3 separate regions of the Mus musculus genome follow, and regions 1 and 3 are each linked to region 2. A link is a contact called in public Hi-C and promoter capture Hi-C data. All regions are on one chromosome and are shown on one strand. Each heading gives the region's core, a stretch centred on a gene start, on an enhancer-like site or on the middle of the called end of the contact. The rest is flanking DNA. Distances are from core to core; before and after follow the strand shown.

Region 1 (2,912 bases), core at 85-2,584, 3.4 Mb after region 2:
GACAATGTAAGATGAGCTAACTTGAACTAACTCTGTAGCATTTTTGGACCTTTTTTGCCTCATAATTCTTTGTCAGGGCATCTTTTCCCCTCCTTATAGGTCCTTTGCGTATATATCTCCGTTTCTGGTTTTGCATTTTTATAAGCTTTCTGTGTGTATAAGCAGGTATGTCTCTTTCTATATGTGTTTCTTGAGCTTTTTCTTTGGCACTTTTTTCTTCTCTTTGTTTTGTCTTATTCTGATGTTTGTTTTTATTTTGCCTATCGCCTTCGTCGTCATCATCGTATGTTTGTACCCTAAATAAGAAAGAGAAAAAACGGTGTGGATTTGGGTGGAAGGGGAAGTGTTGGAGGATCTGGGAAGAGTTGTGGAACGAAACTGTAACCAGAATATGAAAACAAAAAAGTTTTGTGTATTTTTTGTTTTTGTTTTTTGTTTGTTTTTGAGACAAGGTTTCTCTGTGCAGCTCTGGATATTCTGAAACTCACTCCACAAATCAGGCTTGCCTCGAATTCAGATCTGACTGCCTCTGCCTCCCTCGAGCTGGAATTAAAGAAGTGAGCCGCCACCTCCCATCTTGAAAAAAGTTATTTTCACTTAAAAAAATTAAAATGTCATGTTTCTAATAATAATAATAACAGAATAAGAAAAACACCACTCCCTAGGACTGCAGACAAGGCAAAGGTGATAAGGTTGTCAGTAACTGCGTTCAGCGAGTGTTTACTACTTACAGAGCAACCAGATTGCACTGAGAACTACAACTCACGTTAGGTTTGTGCCCTCCTCGGGTAGCATTAGAATTAGAAACGCGGCTTCCCGCGCTTCAGCCCCTCGCAGGCTGGATAAGTATCTCGTGAATGACCGGTTCCTGCTACACACCCGTAAAGCTCCCAAAGGCGGTTGGGGAAAAAGAATCCCAGACCTAAGCCTGAAGGCACATAGCAACACTGAGCGAGGCGTCGGGTACCTAGAGAAGCGAGCTGTAGCACCAAGGAGCGGAGGGGCGGGACTTATAGGTGGCTTTCTGGAAAGAAGGGGGAGGTACTGTAGGCGTGGCTTAGCACATTTTCGTGAGGGTGGAGCTTAAAGGAGGGGCGTGGAATAAATGTGGTGTCTTGGAAAGAGGTGCGGATGGAAGGCGGAGCTTAACTGGATGAGCGAGCGGAGGGTGGGGCTTTGAGGTTCAGGCCCTTAGAGGGGAAAGTAGGCGGGGAATTAAATGGCTGGCCTGAATAGGCGGAACTTAGAGTCACGGAGGCGGGGCCGTTGTATTGCGTTTTCTACAAAGGTGTCCCTTTTCTCTTGCCGTAGTGAGAAGCCGGAAGTTCCTATGAGGCGTGCTTTAGAGTTCCGGGACAGTGCCGGCACCATGTGGGAGCTGATCTGAGGAGTTGTTAGCTGTCTAATCCTGCTGATATTCCGAGTTCAGGGTGAGGAGGAGCACGGTGCGGCTAGGCGCGGCCGTGACTTGGAACGGGTGGCCGGGTGGGCCGTGAGGTCGTGGTGCAGAGCTGGGGAAAGCTGGTGCTGCGGAGGCGTAGTTAACGCAATTGCTGTGGTGGGTCCTGGAGGGTCGGGGAAGCAAGTTTCTGTGTCCTCGAAAGGACTGAGCGCTGTATTGCCAGAGCATGAGCCCTGGCCTGCCATCTGTTAAGGCGCCTGACGTTTCCTAAAAACTTTTCACGCTGTTCGTTCTTAGCCGGTGTTTTGAGACATCCGCCTCCGTGCAAGATGACGTCCTTAGCCCAGCAGCTCCAGCGACTCGCCCTCCCTCAAACTGATCCCAGCCTCCTATCGAGACGTGAAGTTGCCTCTCTGTTATTTGACCCCAAGGAGGCGGCCACAATCGACAGGGACACCGCCTTTGCCATCGGTGAGCCACCTTTCACTTAGCAAAGCTCCCAGAGCATGATATCGGGGAGTTGGGGGGGGGGGAGGTTCTGTATTTTCTTGCCCCCCCCCCCGTTCGCTTCCCGAGCAGTACCTTGTTTTCTTGGTAAGGGGGTGGGAAACAGCAATACTGCTAGATGTGTGAATGTATTTATAAATAATGGTATCTGAAATTTCACAAACTAACTAATATGTAAAAAGGAAGAAAAGTAAAGAAACCGAGACAATGACTGTGGTGTGAGAGGAGACTTTCAGAACTAGATGTAGTTTTAATGACTAAAAAGAAGGGCTCGGGTGGAGTTCTTGTCATGAAGTACTTTCTTTTCTCCTAGTGAGTGGGGGTCAGATTTATCCTATATGTTAACAACTAAAGCCAGTGTTTGAGAGTGTCTAACACATGGTAACAGAGTTCATGAGCTTGGGGGTGAGGAGAACAGGAGAGTATCTGTTGGGTTTGCCTACAAAGAAGTTACACGTGACTCTCCTCCTAGGATGCACTGGCCTGGAGGAGCTTCTTGGGATTGACCCTGCCTTTGAACAGTTTGAAGCGCCATTGTTCAGCCAGCTGGCAAAAGGCTTGGAGCGCAGCGTCCAGACCAAAGCAGTGAACAAGCAGCTGGATGAAAACATTTCATCGTTCCTCCTTCACTTGTCTCCTTATTTCCTCCTCAAGCCAGCGCAGAAGTGTCTGGAATGGCTGATTCACAGGTAGCTAAACCTTCATTAGTTGCCAACACTTGGTAAGCTAGATTGCTTTCACAAATTTCAAAGGTTAACATGATGTTTAGAATGTCAAGTGAACATGCTCTTCTTGAATAGGGTGCCATTAGTTCCTGTCTAGTGTGTTTAGGGTTTAGGGGGTTTGTTTGTTTGTTTGTTTGTTTTTTGAGACATGGTCTCAGTGTGTATCTCTGGTTGACCTCAAACTCACAGAAATCTGCCACCTTCTTCCCCAAGTCTGAGAAGTATGTCATTGTCTTTGGCTAGTTTTGTTTTGGGGATAAGGTCTTATTATAGAGCTC
Region 2 (2,953 bases), core at 148-2,647:
GGTTGCTGGGATTTGAACTCGAGACCTTCGGAAGAGCAGTCGGCGCTCCTAAACCACTGAGCCATCTCGCCAGCCCCCAGAATATGATTCTTAAAGACGCAGACTATTCTATGTGTTTCTATACACAGAACTTGGCACACACTTTACAAAAGCACCCCATACTCTTCAGATTGACTTTTTATTTCCCACCACCTATCTACACACATGCAAACTCATCTGCAAACAGACCTCCTTCAGGGCAACAGAGACAAAGGCTGCCTTTCCTAGGTCAATTATATCAACAAAGTTCCTTTGACCCAATGAACTCTATTTCCAGTGAAATAAAAAGTGTACGAGTTCCTTCAACATGCACTTGAGAAGTAGTGGCGACAGTCTCGTGGGCTAAAACAAAATGTGATTCCTACATGTAGTTTCTTTCCAATTATTACAAACGTGTGAAAAACGTATCAGAATGGATATCAGAAAGAGGAAGAAAGGAGAAATACAGAGACGTGTAAGGAAAACAACTAGTGGAAACATGGTTTTTGTCTTTTCAAGACAGGGTCTTTCAGAGATCCGCCTACCTTTGCCTCCCTAGTGCTGAGACTAAAGGCGTGCACTACCACGCCCACCAGAAAATACTAGTTCTTTACACAAGTTTTCAAAGCAAGCTCATTCAGAAAGGGGGATGTCGAAAACACCCACACTGCGGTCAATTTAACGATAGTGACACTGGTTCCTCTAACTGATTCTGCAATTTAATGCCCATGGCTTGCCAGAGAAACCGGTGTATCCTTTTAGGTTCTTTAGCCTACCTCATTCTCGACATTTGGGAGGAAAGCATCTTGCTACGTTACATAATGTGGGCCTGGCTACTTGCGTGCTTATAACCAATTGCATCTTTTAAGTCCAACGACAAAATGACAGCTACCTAAAATCTTTTTAGACCGTGACGTCACGAATCAAATTCTACTTAAAGGGGAGGGTACTCACACGACGCTCACCACTGGCCCCTTCAGGCTTCCTACCCTGCTCCTTACTGTGGCCACCACCCAGACACTTTGTCCCGTCGGCAGGCCACACAAGAATCATAGGCTCTGGAACGGCCCTGATGTCTTGGAGGGATTCTAGGGCTTAGGGTACCCAAGGACAGCAGGAGAGGGGCTTGGTTTCAGAGAGTGGGACTGATCTCCGAGGGTCGCGAGGACAAAGCCTAGCAAGCGGAGCTCCGCACTGAGGGCCGAGGGACTGCACGGTGTCCTCCCTCCCCCAGTCTCGGGGATACAGGCCTGGACCCTCCCTGGCGACTTGTCGGGGAAATGGAGATAGGCGGAAACGACCTCTGTCACCCCTACCTTGGCAGACGGCACCACCGTAATCTTCTTGAAGTTGTAATGCGCCATGCCGGCGGTGGAACGCACGAGGAACCAGGAGAAGCGGAGGACCGGACTTCCGCCGGCGGAGGTGGGCGGGACTTCCGCTATCCGGCGTGACACAACTTTGGCTGCCGGACTCAAGCGTTACATCATTTCCTGAATGTCCGCGAGGCGTGGCCCACGCGTCCGCCTAGACAGGCTTCTAGTCCCACAGCGTCCCCGCTCGGCCGGGAAGTCCGCCGCCAAGAGCCGCGGTAGAGATCTGCTGGGTTTAGAGGTGGGAGAGATAACCTTGCGGGGTGAAAGGGAGACTCCCGGCTGGCCACCTTGGCGGGGCTCTCAGGAAACACTGCCCTCACCCAAGCCGGCTTCGGGGCTCCAAAGGGTGTTTCCAGCCACCTCTGGGGACGCCGCGGCCAGAGCGAGTGACGAGCGGGAAGACGCAGCGCGGGGCTTCTGCATCACTTTGGTGTCCCTTGAGCAAGAAAGGCTGTCTGTCGCCTGGCAGTGTGGAAAGTTATTTATTCGAGTAAATTATGTTGACGGGGCTTCTGTTAATGGAGTAGACTGCATACTTCCAGGTGGCCCGAGTTTCCTCTCCTGACCTTGCAGTCTCGAGGTGGTTTGTGGGTGCTCCACCTTCACCTGACCTTCACCTGACATGGGCCAGTGAAAAAACTCTGCCCCCCACACAGCTGCCCAGAACCCAGGCACCAGACATAGACACAAAGTCTGATCCGTACAGACCTACATGGATTGAAGCCAACCTTCCCACTTGCGTTTTCCCTGTCAGTTTAATTAAGCCACCCATTTCTTTACCTTAATCCATCTACTCTTGCCTCATGATTATCTTTTAACTAAAAGACCCTTTCTCAGGTGTTGCCATCTTCTTCAAACCTTTCTCCCTATTTTTCTGTGACATCCATCATTCTGGTACTTGATGTCTAGAATGCAGTCTTCTTTGCTAATTTACCTTCCTGAGTCTCTCCCTAACTAGATAATCCTCAAGGTTCTTCCTCTCCTCAAAGTCTCCTTTCTCCTTTCTCCTTCACAGCCCCAGTGTGGACTACTTTGATAATACAAGTTGCTTTCAGCCTGGTGTCTTTTTTAATTACAATCAGACATTTTCAATCAGACTCCAGATATGTTAAATTGGGTATTTCCCAAGAGCATTTACTTTCTGCTTTTCTGACTAAATGCATCTCTCTGTGCTGTTGGAAAGGACAGTCTCGGGCTGGTGAGATGGCTCAGCGGGTAAGAGCACTAACTGCTCTTCTGAAGTTCCTGAGTTCAAATCTCAGCAACCACATAGAGGCTCACAACCACCCATAATGAGATCTGACACCCTCTTCTGGTGCGTTTGAAGTCAGCTACAGTGTACTTATGTATAATAATAAATAAATCTTTGGGCTGGAGTAAGCAAGAACTGAGTGAGGCTCGGCAGTGGTGGCGCATGCCTTTAATTCAAGCACTTGGGAGGCAGACACAGCTGGATTTCTGAGTTTGAGGCCAGCCTGGTCTACAGAGTGAGTTCCAGAACAGCCAGGGCTACACAGAGAAACCCTGTCTCAGAAAAAGCAAAAAGGAAAAAAAAAAAA
Region 3 (3,032 bases), core at 184-2,683, 3.3 Mb after region 2:
AACACATAGGTGAGAGAGGCAGAACTATTTCTAAGCTACAGGTAAGGAGCCTAGAACTTGATGTTCACCCATGGAGGAAAGTGGAGAAGAGAGCAGGGCCAGGTGCAAATAGCCAACCATTTTCTCTCATTTTCTGCAAGGGATCACTATTTAATCTATTCTAAATTTTCAGAGGCTTTCTGCAGCAATAACTATATTCAATTACTCTTCTTTTTCTAAAAAGAAAGGAAGAAGCCTGAAGCCCTAAAAGACTAAATAACCATGCCGTAACTCTATGAAAAAGAGCGATCTTTTTTTATAGCAACAGCAATGTGCTGCCGGGCAATGTCCCACTGGTTTCAAGAACAATTCTACCAGCCCTATTTGTCAGATATTCACCCTCCTCCTAGGGCTACACACTATGCCACACCATACTCACTGTTCTGTCTTAAAAAGAAACAGGATCTCATGTTACCGAGGCTGGTCCAGAACTCATTGTGTTCCAGAGAATAGCCTTAGACGTAAACCCCTTCGAGTCTAGCTTTATGCAGAGCTAGGGATTAACTAAACCAGAGCTTCCTGTCCGCTGGGCAAGCACAACCTGATGTCCTTATTACTAATTCTCTCGACTCTACGTCTTACCTCACTCACACGTCTTATAGGAATCTCTCTCCAAATCTTTAAGACACTCAAAACTGAAATTATACTCCCTTTGTGTCTTTTCTCATTGTGGAGGCCAGAGCCACCAATATCCGAGTAATTTGCGATTACTATTCTGCCTTCCATCCCCACTCCTGGGTACTGAGAGTCCAGTCAGGCAACCGTCAAGCTAAAGCCAGAGTTTCCAAAAGTAAAGAGTAGAAAAGGAAATTAAAACCCCACGTGGTTCAACTGTCTAGGCTGCCTTACCGGCCTCCCAGCATCTGAACTCGTCTCGGGCAGACAGCTTTCCGTAAACATTTACTGAATACAGTTATATCATGCAGAACTTCCCAGGAGCCCCGCGGGAAGTTGTTGCTAGAAGTTGCAGCGCTAAAGGCAGCGCTCGTCGCTCCGCCACCGGACCGAGCGTGTGCGGGTGAGTGAAGAAAGAGACCCAGCAAGGACCGCGTCCCCCCCGAACTCCAGGCTGGGTCTCCGAAGGAGAAACTCCTGGAGAGCCGAGGCACCCACAGAACCGCTAGACCTGGATGGAGGAGTTACCGAGTGACAACAGCGCAGGCGACGCGCCGCCAAGAGTCCTCCTCAAGCAGGGAAGGCTTGATCTCCAAAGAATTCCACCGCGGGCGGCTCCAGCCAGCGTTTTCTGGCCTGACGAACTGACAAGATCCCCGAAGCTCCAGAGCCGACACACCGGGCCTCCGGGTACCGTGCCTCGGGCACGCGCTTCTTACGGAACTCCCAAGCGCAGAGCTCCCCGCTACAGAGCAAGGCCGCAGCGACAGACTAAAGGAATTGACGACGTAGAGACGGCCGCCGCCGCCACTGCGCCGTTAGCTCTCCGCTCAATCTAGCCTCCGGCAGGAGGGCCCGCCCCCTTCCCGGCATGTGATTGGCCCTCAACAGCTCCTCGCCGCCGTGTATAGGCTGTTGGTCGTTACCCAATCGCCGGAGGCTTTGCTCCGTGGCCCTATGGGAGATGTAGTCCTGAGTACTGGGTCCCTATGGAGACCAGAGCGTCTCTTCCCTGAGTTCTGGAAATGGTTCCCAAAGACCTCTCCAAGTTCTAGTCGAAAAATTCATACTATAGTATTGGCTCTCATCAGTGGTGGAGTATCAAGGGCCAGGAATCTGAAGTCAGAAAATTAATTGTAGCTTAGTTTTGCAGACACTAAATATCTTGTCTCCCTCATCCACAGAAAAGAAAGACTAGAATGAAAGTGACTATTAATTTATAGGCTTGCAACAGGGGTTAAAAAAAGAACCCGTGAGTACACTATGGAAATTATGAGGCACTATAGATGCTAATGGCCACACTGATACTAAACATTTACTGAGTAAAACACTCAAGTTGAGATACACACTTGGATAGCACAAGTGGGCCAGTAAGAACTTGCACAAATAATTAAACATGGAAAGAAGAAAGTAGGAAACATCCCAAAGGGTTTATGGTATTCTAAGGCAAATAAGTATCTGGGGCAGAGACGGGAAGATTCCTGGGTTTTGCTAGCTGCCAGTCTGAATGAAAAGCCAGTGAGCTACAGGTTCAGAAAACAATCCTGGCTAAAGAAATAAGGTGGATAGTGAGAAAGGAGAATACAGATGGTCTCCTTTGGGCTCTGCAATACAGGAGCTCATTTATCTTAGCACACAGACATGCATACAATGCACACACGCACACACACACAAACAAACAAAGTAGTTGGGTCTTAAAGGAAGGGTATATTTTTTTTAGTCAGAGGAAATACACAAATAAAACATAACATTTTTTTCCCTTAGGAAGATCAAAGTTCCCTCCAAACCTAATTTGATGTTTTATTACTAGAAGCAAAGACCAGCATGGCACAGCATCACTCCAGAGGAATTAAGGAAGCACCTTGGGCTGCTTCACTCACATTCATTTGAAGAATGGATACCCCCTACCTCAGAATGCTTTAGGGAGGGGCTGCTACCCTTACATGGTTCCTTATTAAATTTGAAAAGTGCCTCAAAAGTTTTGACACCAGAAAGACACCCCAAAAACATGTGTCTAAACTGCAACTTCAGGTGAATATGACTAAAGCAGTTACATTGTGAGAAGTGCTGAAGGTATGAGATGTCTTCCCTGGCACAGGAGTGACCATGGTTCCTCACCACATGGTGTAGCCACCTGTCTTAGTTAGGGTTTTACTGCTGTGAACAGACACCATGACCAAGGCAAGTCTTATAAAAAACAACATTTAACTGGGCCTGGCTTACAGGTTCAGAGGTTCAGTCCATTATCATCAAAGTGGGAGCATGGCAGTATGCAGGCAGGCATGGGGCAGGAGGAGCTGAGAGTTCTATGTCTTCATCCAAAGGCTGCTAGTGGAAGACTGACTTCCAGGCAACTAGGGTGAGGATCTTATACCCAC

What was found. Promoter capture Hi-C pulls out the DNA fragments that hold promoters and counts their contacts. A called contact is a pair of places that touch in the nucleus more often than the background predicts.
Region 1: a promoter capture Hi-C map of the HPC-7 cell line shows a contact between it and region 2. The contact joins the promoter of Heatr1 here to the promoter of Gtpbp4 in region 2. A contact is called at or near these places in 3 of 39 promoter capture datasets (the HPC-7 cell line, cranial neural crest and pre-B cells) and 3 of 484 Hi-C or Micro-C datasets (LSK cells, extraembryonic endoderm stem cells and uterus).
Region 3: a contact with region 2 is called in a Hi-C map of uterus, with 5 times the contacts expected there. The contact joins the promoter of Mtr here to the promoter of Gtpbp4 in region 2. A contact is called at or near these places in 1 of 39 promoter capture datasets (pre-B cells) and 1 of 484 Hi-C or Micro-C datasets (uterus).

The regions. Positions count from the first base shown.
Region 1 is chr13:12,394,041-12,396,952 of GRCm38.p6, forward strand. It overlaps Heatr1 (HEAT repeat containing 1), which reads left to right and starts at 1,335. Exons shown (of 45, transcript NM_144835.4): 1 at 1,335-1,430; 2 at 1,700-1,873; 3 at 2,382-2,598. The coding sequence starts at 1,732.
Region 2 is chr13:8,994,615-8,997,567 of GRCm38.p6, forward strand. Gtpbp4 (GTP binding protein 4) reads right to left here and starts at 1,398. Exons shown (of 17, transcript NM_027000.4): 1 at 1,335-1,398. The coding sequence starts at 1,382.
Region 3 is chr13:12,256,680-12,259,711 of GRCm38.p6, forward strand. It overlaps Mtr (5-methyltetrahydrofolate-homocysteine methyltransferase), which reads right to left and starts at 1,434. Exons shown (of 33, transcript NM_001081128.3): 1 at 1,183-1,434.